Linked DNA regions of Anser cygnoides: region 1 is linked to region 2. A link is a contact called in public Hi-C data. All regions are on one chromosome and are shown on one strand. The core of a region is the stretch at or near the end of the contact, and the rest is flanking DNA. Distances in the headings are between cores, read along the strand shown.

The links. A called contact is a pair of places that touch in the nucleus more often than the background predicts.
Region 1: a contact with region 2 is called in a Hi-C map of granulosa cells, with 2.4 times the contacts expected there. The contact joins the promoter of HIPK2 here to the enhancer-like site in region 2. A contact is called at or near these places in 3 of 7 Hi-C or Micro-C datasets (granulosa cells and liver).

Annotation. Positions count from the first base shown.
Region 1 is chr1:60,993,086-60,996,854 of Taihu_goose_T2T_genome, forward strand. HIPK2 (homeodomain interacting protein kinase 2) reads left to right here and starts at 2,150. Exons shown (of 15, transcript XM_066997849.1): 1 at 2,150-2,500. The coding sequence starts at 2,482.
Region 2 is chr1:60,738,665-60,742,406 of Taihu_goose_T2T_genome, forward strand. The region is part of intron 10 of TBXAS1 (thromboxane A synthase 1); the gene reads right to left. Among named protein-coding and RNA genes, the nearest start is that of SPIC, 54 kb to the left of the region's middle. Within about 2 kb of position 1,892, at least 1 of the 3 cell types and tissues checked has open chromatin away from gene starts, as enhancers often do.

The sequences.
Region 1 (3,769 bases), core at 900-3,399, 250 kb after region 2:
TGGCTCTGAAACGGAGCTCCACAGCTGCTGCTCTGATCAAGGGCAAGGAGACAGGCCGGGATCACAAGCATCAGTGGCCTCGAAAAATAGAAAATATCCTCAATCACAGGAGAAGAGAGAGGCGCAGAATTACAATGACCAGAAACGTGTTTTGGGAACATGTGAGGTTATTGGCTTTGTGACGTGAGCCAAACACTGAGGGTCTGCACAGCTCGAGAAAAGAGGGGCAAGAAGCAAGCTCAAGGACTGCACCGCTGCCGTCAGCACCACTCGCCCTCCAGCTCTGGCCTGGACTTTCCACTAGTCCAGCTGGAGACATCTCCATTTCTTCCCCCGGTTTGGTGCTGTCTGGTCTGGGGATCACTCTCAAAATGAAGCACAGATGAGACTGCAACAGGTTTTGCTCCCTCTGCTGTACACAGTCCTCCAGTGCTGGCCCAGCTGCCTCCAACACCTCCACCTGCCCTGTTGGCTGCTCCCCAGCCCCAACGTGGTCAGCACGCATCCTCACCTTCGTGTCGTAAACATAATGCAAACAGGAGACAGCCCCCATGGTGGTTCAGGCATTTTTAAGAGGGGGAAAAATCATGCAAAATGCAGAGGATACCTCACACACAGTGGGGCCCACAGGAGCCAGGGGGTCAAGACCTCCGCAGCGTGGGCACGGCCATCAGGCTCTGTAGGGTGATCAGCGCGGTTTGCCCCCTGGCCTGCATCTGTCTGCTGCTATCGGCATGCTCTGAGCGCCACGGGGCTGTCAGGACAGCTTGAACCTCACTGAAATCCCTCAATAAAAGTCACCGTGTACCTCCTCCTCCTCCTGAAGACATCCAAAGGCGGCAGCCGGGTGTCCAGCCCCGCTGTGACCCAGTGCTGCGGTAGGGGAGGTTTGGGCTGGCGGCAGCAGCAGCGAGCGGCAGCGTTTTTAGGACTGGCCGTAACAGCAGGCATGAAGCGAGTTCGTCATCCCCAGTCTGGTCCCAGACTGCTCACCAGTTAGGAGCTCCAGGCGGGCAGATCCAGACGCAGCTAATGCAGGATCGCAGCCCGAGGTTTTGTTTCCACCTTTGCCAGAGGCTTTGCCGCCCTGTGTCTTGCATGGGTCTCGGCTTCCTTGCTTGTGTCATGGTACCTGGTGACTTAACTTCCTTTGTAAAGCCACTTTCAGGAAAAAAAAAAAAAGGGTTCTGGATAACGTGGCTTTGCCTATAGCTTTACCGTATGAATCGACAAAAACGATGCCGGTCGGGTTGGTGCTCTTACAGCAAGAGCTGAATGAGGGAGATGGATCCTTCAAAATAAAAACGGGGGGAGGGGTAGCAGTGGCTGTCAATCTCAATAAGTAAACACTTCTTTGATGTGGTTCTTTAAAAAAAAAAAAAAAACAATAACCCAAATCCTAAAAGCAACATCGTATGTTTATTTTAAACGCATCCGCTAAATATTTACACTGAAAGCAAGCTAAACGAAAAAAAAAAGGAAAAACTGGAACTTTTGTCAGTGAACCAGATTGTGAAATGCCTTGAGGGAATAGAAGATTTATTTGGGGAGAGGGCGAGAGGTAGGAATTTTCCATGCTATTGTAAAACATGAGCTCAAATTATATGATCCCCACAGCCAGTGAATTGCAAAGCTTCAATCAGCTGCCTTTTTTATTTTTTTTTTCTCCCTTCCTCTCTTTTCTATAAAGAGGAGGGGGGGAAGACAGAAGTGTTTCACCAACTTCTGTTGACTGTTCCTTTTTTCTCCTGATTGAAATGTGTTGTTAAACAAGATCCCACATAATCTCAGCAGAGGGTTTCTCTCGCTCGCTCGCTCCCTCTCCTTCTGGGAAGCCGCGATCAGTGCCATCGGCGCTTGATTATTTGCAAACTCCCTTCGCTCGCTTTTTTTTTTTTTTTTTGCCCTTTTTTTTTTTTTTTTTTTTCCTCCTCTCCCTCTCCGTCTTCCCTCTCTCTCCCTCCGTCTCTCTCTCTCTCTCCCCCTTCCTCTCGCCCCCAGCGCAACTTTTGCAGGCGCCCCGGCACACGCAGCCATGCCGCGCTGAGAGCGGGGGCACCGCGCCAGCCCCCCTCCTTCCCTCCCTCCCTCTCCCTCTCTCCCTCCTCCCTCTCCCTCCCTCCCTCCCTCCCTCCCTCCCCAGCGCCGCCGTCCCGAGCCGGGGGGGCCCCGCCGCCCGCCGCCCCTGCCCGGCCCCGCGCCGCGCCTCGCCCCGGCCCCGGCCCGGCCCGGCCCGGCCCGGCGCCGCCGCCCCCCGCCCGCTCGCCCGCCCGCCCCGGCCGCGTCGGAGGGCCGGCAGCGGGGCTGGATGTGCCCGGCTCCCCCCGCGCTGAGGCGGGCGGCGATGCAGAAGGCAGGCGGCAGCTTCGCCTCCGCCGAGAGACACCCGCTCAAGATGGCAGATGTGTGTTGAGTTTGGGGGGCTGCGATCTCGCGTCGTTCGTGGCGGCGTTGCCATGAATAACAGGCGTCCTTGCACCGATGGCCCCCATGTACGAAGGTAAGCCCCCCCACCCCCAGCCCGGCACGGCTCGGCGCGGCTCCCCTCGCCCTCCCCGCGGGACCGGGGGTCCCCCGCCGCCCGCAGCTCGCCGTGCCCCGGGGAGGCTGCCGCCGGGGCGCCCCAGCCCTGCCCGGCGCCCCGCGGGGGGGGACCGGGGCGAGGACGGACGGGGGTCGCCGCCCGGTTGCCCCCCCCGCCCCGGGCACCCCCTTTACCCCCCGGTCCTGCGGTTCGGGGCTCTCGGGCCCCGGCGGGGGGCGGCGGGCGAAGTCCGTGCCGGTGCCGAGCAGAACAATGAGGTGGCCGGAGCTTGCCCTGCGCCTCGGCGCGGCTCTCGCTGCCGGCTCCTTTCGCCTGCCTGCACGGAGTTGCCCCCCCCCCCCCCCCCCCCCGGGGAGCAGGGACCCCGGTGGCAGCGGGCAGGGGGCACGGGGCTGCCGGCAGCCTCCTGTCAGCTCCCCGGCTTGTGCCGGAGCCCTGCGGGGGGAAGCCCAAGTGCCCTAACTTAGTTCTTTGGGGCTCGGGGGGGGGGGGGGGGGGGGTGCACGTTTTGGGGTGGCTAAAAAAAAATAATAAATTAGGTGTGCGTGTATCGGTGTGCGTGTGAACGGCTCGGTTTAAATCCCCTGGCGGTGCGTTTACGGGAGGGTGCCGGGGGAGCATTACATAAAGCGGGGGGAAGCCCACCCCGCCTTCCCTTCGCCCGGTGCCGGTGCTGGGGGGGCCGGCAGCGGGACTGGGGCTGCGCGGCGAGGCTCGGCAAAACTTAATCCGAGGGGAAAACCGACTCCGGGCTGCGGCGCCCGGGACGAGGGCGGTGTAAAGTTACCGCCCCGCCGGGTTATTCCTGGGCAGCCCCGCACGGCCGGGACCCCGCGGGAGACAAAGACGGAGCGTTTTCGGCAGCGGAGGGAGGCCGGCCGGCCCTCTCCTCCCCTCCCCTCCCCTCCTCTCCCCTCCCTTCCCTTCCTTCCCTCCCCGTCTGCCGGAGCCCGGCGCCGCCGGGGGGCGCGGAGGGGCCGCGGCGGCGGGGCCCAGCACGGCGGTGGCGGCGGCGGGCCGGTGCCGGCGGCGGGCCCGGGGTGCCGCTCGGTGCCGGCCCTCCGGCGGCGCCCTCTGCTGGCCGCGCCGCCCCCGGCGGCCCCGGAGCCCCCCGGGCCGCCTCCAGCGGGAGGCCGCGGCCGCTGCGCCGCCGCCGGAGCCCACCTGCCCGGCCCCCGAGGCTGGCTAGGCCCGGCCTGCGGAGCCCCGGGCGCTGCCGTGCCC
Region 2 (3,742 bases), core at 642-3,141:
CATTTTCATCAGACTGCAAAACTTCCCGACCCATGACAAAGAGTAGTGAGCACCAAAACGCAAAGAGCAGCGTAGCTCAGAAGGCTTTGCCCTTGGACAGGCAGCAAACAGGCGATGGGAGACAGCAAACCGAGGGCGACCAGCAGCAGCAATGACACAACTCAGCACACAGATGCATGCATAATTCATCCCTGTTGCCTTCCCCGGAAAAAGGACATTTTTCCCGTCATTATTCAGCGCTCTCAGCAGAGGGCAGCCAAAGTACATCTAATAACCTCGTCAGGAGAGCAGAGTTTTGTTTTAAATTAGAGCATCTCCTAAGGACTGACACGGAGTAAATTGGAGAAAAGCACAGACGTCAGACTAGACTAAACCTTTTATGAAGATTTGGGGCCCCTGCCGTTCACAAAGAGGACTGGATTCCATCCTTCCTTTATTTACTACAGCACTTTTCATGTATAATGCATATTTTATTGAATTTTCATGCAAAAACATATGGTACATACTGCAAATACTAAGCAGAGAACAACTCCAGATGGTATGCAGAAAAGGCGTACAATAGAGCGAGGATACCTTGCTGGATTAGGGTATCCCACTTATTCAGAACTAAGCCACCATGCACCATTTCACATTAACTGATCTTTTCTAGGAAGGAAATAGATACATTCTATTATCCCCCCCCCCCCCCCTTTTTTTTTTTGGCTCAGGAGAGGAAAAGCAAAAACAGAGAAAATAATTTGCACATGCTGAGCAGAACCAGTGTGTCTGCTCCTCTCGTATGGAAAAAAAAATAAAAGGAAAAAATATGCAACTCAGCTTGTCAATATATGAAGTATTTTGTCAGTATATGTCAGATATTATCAATACAGGAAGTATGACTACACTGACAGCAGTTCAGTGTTATTTTCATACTGCAGCAATGCCTATTAACTCAAACCTTTGGCTTAGGTCGATGGTTATCAGACAAAGGACTAGGAGACTAAAACACAAAAATGGCAGCAATGTCATGAGAACCAGGGCGGAATGCTGTGCCCCAATAATTTATGTAAAACCAGAGACAGGAGGACGAGTTTTATCAGCTGTGTTTTGCAGAAAGGGACCTGTGGTTCAGAGGCTACCTGCCATGCCCAGGGTCGCTCAGGAGCTCAGTAGCAGAGGCTGGAAATGACTTGTGATCAGACTCCATATTCAGGCTTTCATGGCAAAGTTACCTTTCTTCATGACAGCGTAGGCACTCCAGGCTTTGACGCAAATGCATGCTGTGGTGTGTATTCCACCCGCCCCCCCCCCCCCAATTTTACATCTCTCTTTCAGACCCTTTCCCTCTCCTTTTTCTCCTGCATCTCTCTGAATCCTGGGTCACCACCTCAGCCCTGTTCCTGCTGTCCCTGCCCATCTCATGGAAAGCGCTCAGGCTCAGAGGGAAGGAGTGTTGGAGCCAAGATCACACCATGATGTGCCCAATTCCCTGAGCCATGCGCTCTCCACTGGTCCTTCCTGTCTCTCTCATAATCCCCCTACTTACTTCTGGAGTCAATAATTAAGATAATTATACGGTAACCTGATATAATAAGTAGCCACTAAATCAAACCATACATCAACAAATAATATAACACTAAATTATGGGAGCTTTGATTTGCTCTTTCAAATTGCTTCTATACCTTGCGGGGATTAGCAGTTTAGAAAACAAAGCAAAGGTGCAAAACCATCTGATTTTCCTTGGAAGAAAATTCCTTTTGCTTGCATAAAGAAAAAGGGGTCAGTCAAATGGCAGCACAGTGAACTCTGCTATCCTGGGCATGGAGACACATCAGTCATTTCCTACATCTGATGCAGCTTAATTATTGACACTTCCATGCTTTTAACATCAAAGTAGCCGGACCTAATTTAGTAGTTGTTTGCAAGGTCTGACCCAGGGCTGCGTAAAGTACACACCAGCCAAGTATCCCTGTTTGGGAAGGACAGTTTGCTGCTGCTGCTTTTTTTTTTTTTTTTTCCCTATCAAAGAAAATATTTTCCATTTGTTTTTCCACTCCCTTTCTTCAAAATATTCCTTTAGCCAAGCACATTTCAAAGGAACTTAAATGTGCTTTTCTCCCTAAATGTCCCTATTTATATCTTTCAAATGCTGGCAGGTTTGCTGTGGTGAGGGGGTGTTGCTGTGTAAAGTTGCCACTTTAACCCCTTGCAAAAAAAAAAAAAACATTTCTACATTGGCTTTTACTCAGGATCGGGTGTACTTTCATTAAGAGATTCCTTTCTGTAACAAGTAGAGATGTGGGGGGAGAAAGAGGCACCACGCTGCATGTAATAAAACTTCCTATATTTTCATTTTGCAGCCGCTGCTTTGCACAGCCGTTTGTTGTATGCTTTGTAAAGCCCTGTAGTACCTCTTCCTGCTGACTTGGAAGTAAAGGAGCCATGTAACATCTTATGGCATTTCTCTGGGTGCATGTTTCCCCAGTTTGACTTCCAGAGGTGTGGTGGTATGCCCTCACCCGTCCCAGACCATTCACTCACTTCTGAAGTCCAGGAAATGTCTAGTTTGGCCACAAACAAACTCTCCTTTATGGCTGGCAGCAAATCTGAGGCCTCAAATCCCCAGAAAAGGTGGGAAATTAATTCTTGACCCCACAGAGCACCCTGCAGTGAAATACCAGCAGTGATTACAAAATTCCCTACGTGCTACAAGGATGATGCATGATTTAATCCCCATATAAATTCCAAGAGAGATAACTGCATTCAGATCCACCTCTGCTTTTCAGTTTTGGCTTTAACATTTTCTAGGCTGGCAAACCTATTTTTTGCCACCACCTTCAGCTAACTTTTAATTCCTCAATGAACACCAAGGGAATCAAAGTGCTGACAGGAGAGGTCTGGCCAATCTTTCTGCTGCAGTTTGAGATGTTACTGTTCCCAGTTGCTCGCTCCTCTTTGCTGGCTGTGGTTAGCGACGCCACAGCCAAGTCAGCAGAAGGGAACATATGCCTGCACCTCGGTTGCTTCCATACAACGTCCAGCATGAACCCATCTTCAGCGACAGTTTAAGACAGGATACGAACTTTTTCCCAAAGTAGCTGTCGAGCAAGGCACAGATCCTCCCCTACCACCTCTGTTTTGGGAATGGTAATCCAAGCACACATCAGCGAATAAAAGATTTCCACTTATCCTATTGGTCATGGTCTGGCGGTGCTCGGCAGCCAGAAATGAAAAAAAAAAATCAGAGAAAATTGTATGTAGCTGACAGAGTGTGATGTGCACCTGAAATCGATTTGGAAGCAGCGAAGGCTGCAGAGACCACATTGCTCACAACCAGTGCTGCTGAGTCACGGGCCGGGGCTGAACCAGCTGCGGTTTCTGAGAAGTTGCAAATCTCAATCAAACGCCTCGCGGGCAGGTGTGACTGCGACAACACCCATGTCAGAGAGCTGACACGTACATCTGCTTGAGTGCAGATGCAGATCCATGAATTATCTGTGCACGTCGAGCTACGCAGCCCACATCGGCCCTCCCCTGAATGTAGATTTAGGAAGGCAACAGGACAGGAGGAGGTGAATCAACAACAAGCCAGCATCATCCCCGGTGACTCTCACCCACCCACCACCCAAATTCCAAGAGCTGTTCAGCCCATAGCCACAGTCAGTATTCACAAACAGGTCAGCAATGTTTCTTTATCAAATGGATCAAAAGCTGCTGATAGATCAAAGAATCTGCCTGGGGTTTTGACCTTCCTTTGGTCACT